Regions from separate parts of the Mus musculus genome. Here region 2 is linked to region 1. Evidence: chromatin contacts called from public HiChIP or PLAC-seq data. All regions are on one chromosome and are shown on one strand. Each heading gives the region's core, a stretch centred on a gene start, on an enhancer-like site or on the middle of the called end of the contact. The rest is flanking DNA. Distances are from core to core; before and after follow the strand shown. Region 1 has its middle 33 kb from the start of Pms2. Region 2 overlaps Ccz1 (CCZ1 vacuolar protein trafficking and biogenesis associated).

Region 1 (4,188 bases), core at 1,161-3,660:
TTTGATGTGTTGTGAAGCATACACAACATTTGTTAATCTTTTTAAGTGGACAGTCTAGTGGTCTTAAACATCCCGTCACCCCTGACAGCCCAGAACTTTCTGACCATCATAAAATGAAGCTTGGCAGCCATGAAATGATAGCTCCCTGGCTTACCTGACAGTGATCCTGTGTAATGCTCAAAAATTGCTAGATGCAACTGTTCCATAATTGTTGGATTTTTTTAAGGGTTGTTTTCCCTTTACTTGTAGGCCACAATTAAGATATTCATTCATTCATTCATTCATTCATTCATGATTACCAGAAACATGTGCTTATGTAAAAAAATAAAATTTAAAGATTTCTAGGTCTTATGTGTATGTCCGTGTTCCATGTGTGTGCAGATGCCCATGGAGACCAGAAGGGGGTATTGGGTCCCCTGGAGCTGAAGTTCTCCACATGCTCATACATAGCTATACATGTGTGTATCTGTCTGCACACAGTTATGTGCATATGCGCGATGATGATTTCCAATAAGAGAAAACAAAGTGCGAGGCTCACAAATGTGCCGTGTCTAATGGTTGTGTTTGGTTTTACAGCGTAGGAAATGGGCCTTGTCCGTGCTAGTCAGGCGTCTCTCCCACTGAGCTTTCTTCTCAGCCCCAAATCTTGAAAGCTCGAAGTGAAAAATCAAAAGGGTTTGAATTCTTTTCGCCTGTAGTTCAGAGATTTTCCAGTGACTTCCTTAGGAGACTGACTGTGGTTATCAGGTCTAGGTTTTGGGGAAGTTGTAAACTCCTCCTTGGATCTTTTTTGGCTCAGAATGGCTCACTGTGTGTGTGTGTGTGGTGCAGGCTCAGAGTGGGCACCACACTGCGGCAGCTGCCGCCAGCCAGCCAGCACATTCCTGCAGGTAAAGGGGCGGGGCGGGCGGGTGGGCGGGGTTCCAGTCTAGGAGGGGAGCCACTGTCTAGATCCCCACTGTCCACGGCTCCCATCTGAGAGGTCACGATTATTTCTCTCCTAGGGTATGTTTTCAGAAGGACTGATGCATGGACAAGGCACTTACATTTGGGCTGACGGATTGAAGTACGAGGTAAAGTATTGTCGTGTGTAAGAGCTGTCAGGGATTAATTGTAGAATTAATCACAGGTCGGCGCTCTGCACTTTTTTTTTTTAAAGATTTATTTATGGGGCTGGAGAGATGTACAATGTACTCATATAAATAAAATTAAATAAAATAAACATTTTTTAAAAAGATTTATTTATTTATTGTATATAAGTGCACTGTAGCTGTCTTCAGACACACCAAAAGTGTGCGTCAGATCACATTGCAGATGGTGTGAGCCACCCATGTGGTTGCTGGGCTTTGAACTCAGTTAGTGCTCCTAACCACTGAACCATCTCTCCAGCCCCGCTCCCTGCACTATTTTTAAAGAATTCATTTTTATTTTTTAAAGTATGTGTGTGTGTGTGTGTGTGTGTGTGTGTGTGTGTGTGTGTCTCGTGTCTGTGTGTTGTTATGGCTGTTGACTTGAGGCGGTCTCAGAGGCTACAGGAAGATAACGGATACTCTAGAGCTGCAGTCACATACAATTGGGAGCTGCTGGTATGGATGCTGGAAACGGCACTCATGCTCTAACTGTTGAACCATCTTTCTAGCCCTCTAGATAGACAATTCTTATAAAAGTAAGTCAAGTTAGGTGTGGTAGCACACGCCTTTAATCCCAGTACTTGGGAGGCAGAGGCCAGGAGGTCTCTGTGAGTTTAAAGCCAGCCTGATCTACAGAACCAGTTTTAGGACAGCCAGGCTACATACTGAGACACTGTCTCAAAAAAACAATTTAAAAAGAAAGAAAGAAAGTTAGCATAGTTAGGATGATATCATGGAATCCCAGTACTTGGGAAGCTGAGGCAGGAGGACACCCTGAGTCTACATAATAAGATGCTACTTCTGAAAAAGAAAAAAACTCAATGCAAAGGGCAGTGTTAGCACAGGACCAAACCTGGAGAGAACAGGACGATGCAGAGGCCAACTTGTCACTCCATGTAGTAACGCGGTGACTGCATCAGGTGCCTGCGAATCCCTGGAGCTGGCTTTATGTGTAGCCCCGGAGGTGTCCTGTGTTTACACATCACACGGGTGGCGTTCAGTGGTGATCTGTGTATTCTCTGCGTGCATTGCACACAGATAGATGTATGTTAAATCCCTCATGCTTTATCTGAACACAGTTTCTCTATCTCTTTTATTCCTTTATTTTTTTTACTAACTAAGCCATCCCCATCCCCGCAGAGCCTCTCTTTTTCCTGGCTGCATGCATCCCATTATGGGGGTTTCACAAAAACCATCTGGGTTGCTGGGCTGAGGGGAAGTGAGTATTTTTAAACTGATTGTGAGAACAGATTTGTCCTCTGAGACTGTGCCAGTTTCAGCTCCCACTCTCAAAGCCTGTGAAGTCTGAAGTGCTGTTCTAGAAATCTCCGCTGCAGAGTTACTAATGCCATGGTGTCCATAAATGGTAAGAGACATTTAAGGCAAATACACGGAGCACGTGGATTCAGAGGGCAGCTGGGCAGCGGGCACGAGCTGCAGAGGTACAGGGATGGCGAGAGAGGGTTGATCCTCCACTGAGGGGGCCTGGGGATCCACCCTCAACAGTGTGTTAGGGCCCAGTTTTCTGAGAGAACTCCCTTTCCGTGCAACCCCCACCTTCCAGCCTGCTGCCAACATGGAAGGTTTCTGATCCCTGAGTGGTGGTTTTGCCAGGCAGGTCCTTCTGTGTCACTGTCTCTGGAAATCCTCTGGCGTATGGGGGCTGCGGGAGGATCCTTCTTGGCAAGCACAGAGCCCTCCACAATCAACCCATCTTAGAGAGTTCACGGGTGGGATCTTGGCTCTCGAAGCATCCTCAGGCACGTTGAGCCAAGTAGCACCAATATGCTCTGCTGAACTGGTGATCATCCTGTGTGTTTGGAGGCTTGGGACTGAGGCAGAGCACCAGCTTAGCATGTGGGGGAACCCTGGTTCATTACCCAGTGCCACTACCACCATTGCCAACGGGACCACTCTACCATCTTTGGGCCATGTCACCATGAGCTGCTCACAATGAAAGCGGCCTCAGCCAACACAGTGAGTTCTTTAGAAGTTGCCAATGAGGTAGGCCATTGACTGCAGAGTATTTTGATGGACCATGGGGAGACAGAAGGCTTTCTGTGAGTGATCAGTACCTGGCTGATCATTCAGACCTCTCCACGGTGGACCCTGAGAGGCTAAAGTTAAGGTCAGGATTGGCAGCCACCACATTGCCGGGTCACCTGCTTGCTTCTTGGAGCATGGTGTAAATGAAACCTTCCCAGTGTTTTATTCTGCGTGGACTTCCGTGCTGTGGAAGAACGAGGTGAGGGGATAGGAAACACAGGGACGAGGACATGACGTGCCGATCCCCCACACCCACAGAAAAGCCAGGTCAGTGTCAGAGTGGTCAAAGTTCCTTCATTGCCACCCCCTATCGTCCTCCTGGTCATTTTGCCCTAGGGGGACTTTGTGAAGAATATCCCCATGAACCACGGGGTGTACACATGGCCGGACGGCAGCACTTATGAAGGAGAGGTGACCAATGGCATGAGGAATGGATTTGGTATGTTCAAGTGTGGCACACAGCCTGTGTCCTACATCGGCCACTGGTGTCATGGCAAGAGACATGGGAAGGTAGGTGAAGATTATACCCATGAACAGTCCCATCTGTGTGAATGTATTTATGATATAAAATTAACCATTTACAACACTATACAACCATCATCATTATCCAACCTCTAAAATATTTTTAGCACACAAAATAAAACAAATATGCATTAGGAAGATACTCCATATCCCTAGCAATGATCAGGCTGCCCACTGTGTATGTGGATTTACATCCTAGATGTTGTGTCAGTCCGATATTTTGTCACTGTGACAAAAACCGCTTGCCTGGCATGGTGGCAAACACCTTTAATCCCAGCATTTGTGAAACAGAGGCAAGTGGATCTCTATGAGTTCAAGGCCAGCCTGGTCTATACAGAGAGTTCTAGGCCAGCCAAGGGACATAACAGCACCCTGTTTCAAAACAAAACAAACTCACCATTACTACCAACAACAGCAACTTCTTGCTAGGAACAACTTAGTAGAGAAAAGATTGATTTGGGCTCACAGTTTCAGAGGGCTCAGCCCATGG
Region 2 (3,935 bases), core at 59-2,558, 46 kb after region 1:
TCTTATTTCCCAGTAAAATACCCATACAATGTCAGCAGAATGGAATGGTATTCAGCTGACTACATTTAATTAATTTCACATAAATATTTAACATCTAGAAACCTCAGGGAATCATCAGACCAAGTAGAAATGTGGTTTTCCAAGCAGGTATTGCTTTACTGTGTCCCTAACCCAGTCACTAGCATGACCAGTAAGTTGTAATGGTAAACACAAAGGTTGTTGAGGTTTTTAAAGATGTTCTGCTGAGCCAGTGGAGTCAATCCAAGAAGAAGATGTTGTTGAACTGCGTGGCACACAGTTTCTTCACCTCTTCTGCAGAAAGAACAGAAAACAGTGTGTCAAGGAGCATAGCTTCTGCCCTTGAGGGCTGCATGCTATGATCAGTGCCTTCAGTTCTATGGGGATAAAGGTAGGAAATAAGTAAATGTCTGCATTAATTTTGACTTTCTCTTAAGAAGAGGACGCAGTAATAACCAACAGAGAAGGCAGTCAGAGAAACAGCTCACAAACTCCTGAGACCTCCATGTTTCCCAACACACTAGGGTACCACTGTTTTGGTTCTAAAAGAACTGGTTTGCGGAGAGCCTGAGATCCTCGTGGGTCAGCACTAGAAGTGCAATGCTCCTGAGAAGCTGACGGGATGGATGTACAAAAACCCTGGCCACAGTCTTGAGATGTCGATCAAGGGTTTTCCAGAGATAATCACCTTGGATTAGTTGATCCATCAAATCCACCTATTTTAATTTCTGTGGTGCTAAGTAGAGAGCCCAGGGCCTTGAGTATGCCAGGCAAATGCTATACCACTGAGCTCCATGCCCACCCCTTTAAACTCCCATTTTATCTCTGCATGCACCCAAATACTAATGCAAATGAAGACCTGAAATGTCCTAATGCTGGGCACAGTGAGGCTGCCTGTAATCACAACGTTAGGAAACCGTGGGACAATGGCTGTAAGTTCAAGGTTGGACTGGCCTACATAGCAACTTTCAGGCCAGCCAGATGGAAGCTCTTGTCTCAAAAACACAAAACAAAAGCCCAAAACAAACCAACAAAAGAACAGATGTTAAGATCCTCTATGTCACTTATGATGAGCTTGGTAGGATTTGTCCCCTGCCTGCCGTTAGTGTCATGCCACAGAGAGCAGTGGCGAAGCCCAATCCCATGAGGACAATGCGATCTTTTCTCCAGGACAACATTCATTAAGACCCATAAAGCAGCTGCTAGATCACACTGTCCAGAAAGGAGACCAACCCCGCCCTGATGGGAAGGCAGAAAAAAACTGCATTCTTCTGCCCATGTGCAGATGGTGACAGCTGGAAGTGCCCTGTGAACCTGGCAGCCTGGAGGGTTCTCATCACAGGATCTATAAAAGGACATTTGTACAGTGGGCAGCTATAAAAGGACATTTGTACAGTGGGCAGCTATAAAAGGACATTTGTACAGTGGGCAGCCATGCCTTGTTTGCTGATTTTTCTTTTTGTAGCACTTTAGAAAACACTTTTCTTTTAGGCACTGTTAAGTTTCCCACCCCACAGGAGAAATAAAAGCATTTAATGGGGGACTGGAGACACAGCTCAGTGGCTAGGAGCACCTGCTATTCTTACAGAAGACCCCATTTGGTTCTCGGCACCCACAGGACAGCCTACAACTGTCAGTAACTGCAGCTCCTTCTGGCTTCCTCAGGGACCAGGCACAAGTGGGTGGGACACAGACATAAATGCTGGTAAAATACCCATATGCATGAAATAAAGTTTTCTTTAAACCCGAAATACACAGAATAGAAGCATCTGCTTGGATCTTAGGAGTTGTGTTCTGGTTTCTGTTTGCACTGGAGGCTGAGTTAGGCCCTCACTCATGCTCGGCGGGTGTAGCAGTGGGCTACATCCCTCACAGACCCCTGACACCCATCTCATTTCCCCCCCACCATTTATTCAAGGTAGAGACTCCATTAATAGCCCAGGCAGACTTTGAAGTTCTCATCCTCTTGCCTCTTGAAAAGCTGGGATCCAAGGCCAGGAGCTTCTGTTTGTTTGATTTCTGGGGCAGTTATGAGCTGCCCCATGTGTAGACCAAACTTGAGTCCCTGTAAGAGCAGCAGAGACCCTGAGCCTCTGGAGCTGTCTCTGCAGTCCCTGTTTTTTTGCTTTCTAATGTTTATTTTATGTGACTATCTTTTGTCAGCATGTATGTCTATCACCACGTGTGCCCGATGCTGTCAGAGGACAGACGAGGTATTGGATCCGTGAGAACGGGGCTACGGCTGCCTGCGGGCCACTGTGTGGGAGCTGGAACTAAGCCAACGTCTTAACCCGGAGCCACTGCTGCAGCTCACCAAGTTACTTCCCTTTTAAAGAACTTCCTATTTCCTTGTGTGTGCACGTGTGTGTATGGAGGGATACAGTATGCATGCATGAGGTCTGAGGACATTCTGTGTGTCACCAAGCTTGGCAGCACGCTCCTGTACCCACTAGGCCACTTCTCAGGCCATATTTACTTTTTTTTGAGATAGGGTCTCCTGTAGTCCAGGCTGAGTTCAAACTCACTCTGTAGCTGAGGATGGACGTAAACTCCTGATCCTCCTGCCTCAGCTGGAATTATAGGTATGACCACAATGTGCAGCTTCTATAGTTTCTTAACCCAGGGAAAGATTATTTGAAGTATCCGTGGTTAAAGTTCTCCTGAGGTCCCAGGCCCCCTTACCATTGACCTCGATCAGGTTCGCATTCTTCTGACTGAGAATCACGTACAGCTCCCGCTGGTCAGACTTCTTCCCAACAACCCAGTAGTCGCTCATGGCCTTCACAATGATTTCTTCATCTTCATCTGCTCTGTAACAAAGTTTCAGAGTGGGATGCTTTTATGTACACAGCTAGACTGGGAAGAGAAAAAGAATTCAAAACAAGAAATGGTACTAAGGGGCTGGAGAGATGGCTCAGTGGTTAAGAGCACTGACTGCTCTTCCGAAGGTACTGAGTTCAATTCTCAGCAACCACATGGTGGCTCACAACCATCTGTAATGAGATCTGACGCCCTCTTCTGGAGTGTCTGAAGACAGCTACAGTGTACTTACATATAACAATAAATAAATCTTAGGGCTGGAGCAAGCAGAAGCCAAGTTTAATTCCCAGCAACCACATGGTGGCTCACAACCATCTGTACAGCTACTGTGTACTCATATACATAAAGTAAATAAATCTTAAAAAGAAAGAAAGAAACGACACTAAGTTGTAGTTATAAATAGTTAAGTAGTCACGTATGAAAGGCAACCTTGTGTGATGTGGAAGCAGTCTCTTCTCAAGGGCTCTGGGTCACTTGGTTTAAAGGTAATTATTTAGCTAGGCATGCAGGCATATGTCTATAATCCCAGCCCTGAGAAGGCTGAGGCAGAGAGATCTTGAGTTTAAGTACTACTAGGTTATACAGTGAATCCCATGTAAACAAACAAATAAGATAAATATAAATATACATACGTATAACTCCTTTAAATCTATTCTCAGAAAGGCAACATCCGCTTTGAGAAGTCGCTGGGATTACCTGGTAAAGTCACTGTTGATGTCCCCTAATATCTTCATTAGATCTGGGTGGACGGATGTGAGTGACACACTGGGCGTTTTCCTCATGTGAATTGTACTTTTCTCTGCTAAATTCATGTGGTTGAAGTAGATGAACTTAAACTGGGGCTCCTTTTCAGACCTGTGCAGACATGACATTGAGATGACGACCACTGAAAGAACAGTTATCCCAAGCACACAGGCACGGGTGAGAGTGCAGAATGGCAATCTCAATTCATAGTCAAAACCAAAACTCAAGAGACCCACGAACAGAAAATGCACAAACTAAAACGGAATGGCAGGGGTGGCACGGTGACTCCAAAGAGAAAGCCAAGTAGCACCAAGCCTGATGACCTGAGTCAGAACCCAGGGCCCACATGATGG

The links. HiChIP or PLAC-seq counts read pairs in DNA pulled down with a chosen protein or histone mark.
Region 2: a contact with region 1 is called in an H3K27ac HiChIP or PLAC-seq map of VIP interneurons, with 2.3 times the contacts expected there. The contact joins two enhancer-like sites. A contact is called at or near these places in 7 of 39 promoter capture datasets (3T3-L1-derived adipocytes, HPC-7-derived erythroid cells, embryonic stem cells and 3 more), 9 of 15 datasets of contacts at CTCF or cohesin (CD8 T cells, the NIH/3T3 cell line, embryonic stem cells and 4 more), 62 of 484 Hi-C or Micro-C datasets (8-cell embryo, the AML12 cell line, B cells and 26 more), 7 of 115 datasets of contacts at active chromatin or transcription factors (VIP interneurons, embryonic stem cells, intestinal crypt epithelium and 1 more) and 4 of 9 other capture datasets (adipose tissue, embryonic stem cells, liver and 1 more).

What each region holds. Positions count from the first base shown.
Region 1 is chr5:143,940,956-143,945,143 of GRCm38.p6, forward strand. It overlaps a transcript of Pms2 not described here. Among named protein-coding and RNA genes, the nearest start is that of Pms2, 33 kb to the left of the region's middle. Within about 2 kb of position 2,411, at least 24 of the 459 cell types and tissues checked have an H3K27ac peak or open chromatin away from gene starts, as enhancers often do. A contact at or near this core is called in VIP interneurons, where this site is marked.
Region 2 is chr5:143,987,938-143,991,872 of GRCm38.p6, forward strand. Ccz1 (CCZ1 vacuolar protein trafficking and biogenesis associated) reads right to left here. Exons shown (of 15, transcript NM_177682.3): 13 at 3,535-3,693; 14 at 2,701-2,828; 15 at 1-312. The coding sequence ends at 257. Among named protein-coding and RNA genes, the nearest start is that of Gm17135, 8.9 kb to the left of the region's middle. Within about 2 kb of position 1,309, at least 54 of the 459 cell types and tissues checked have an H3K27ac peak or open chromatin away from gene starts, as enhancers often do. A contact at or near this core is called in VIP interneurons, where this site is marked.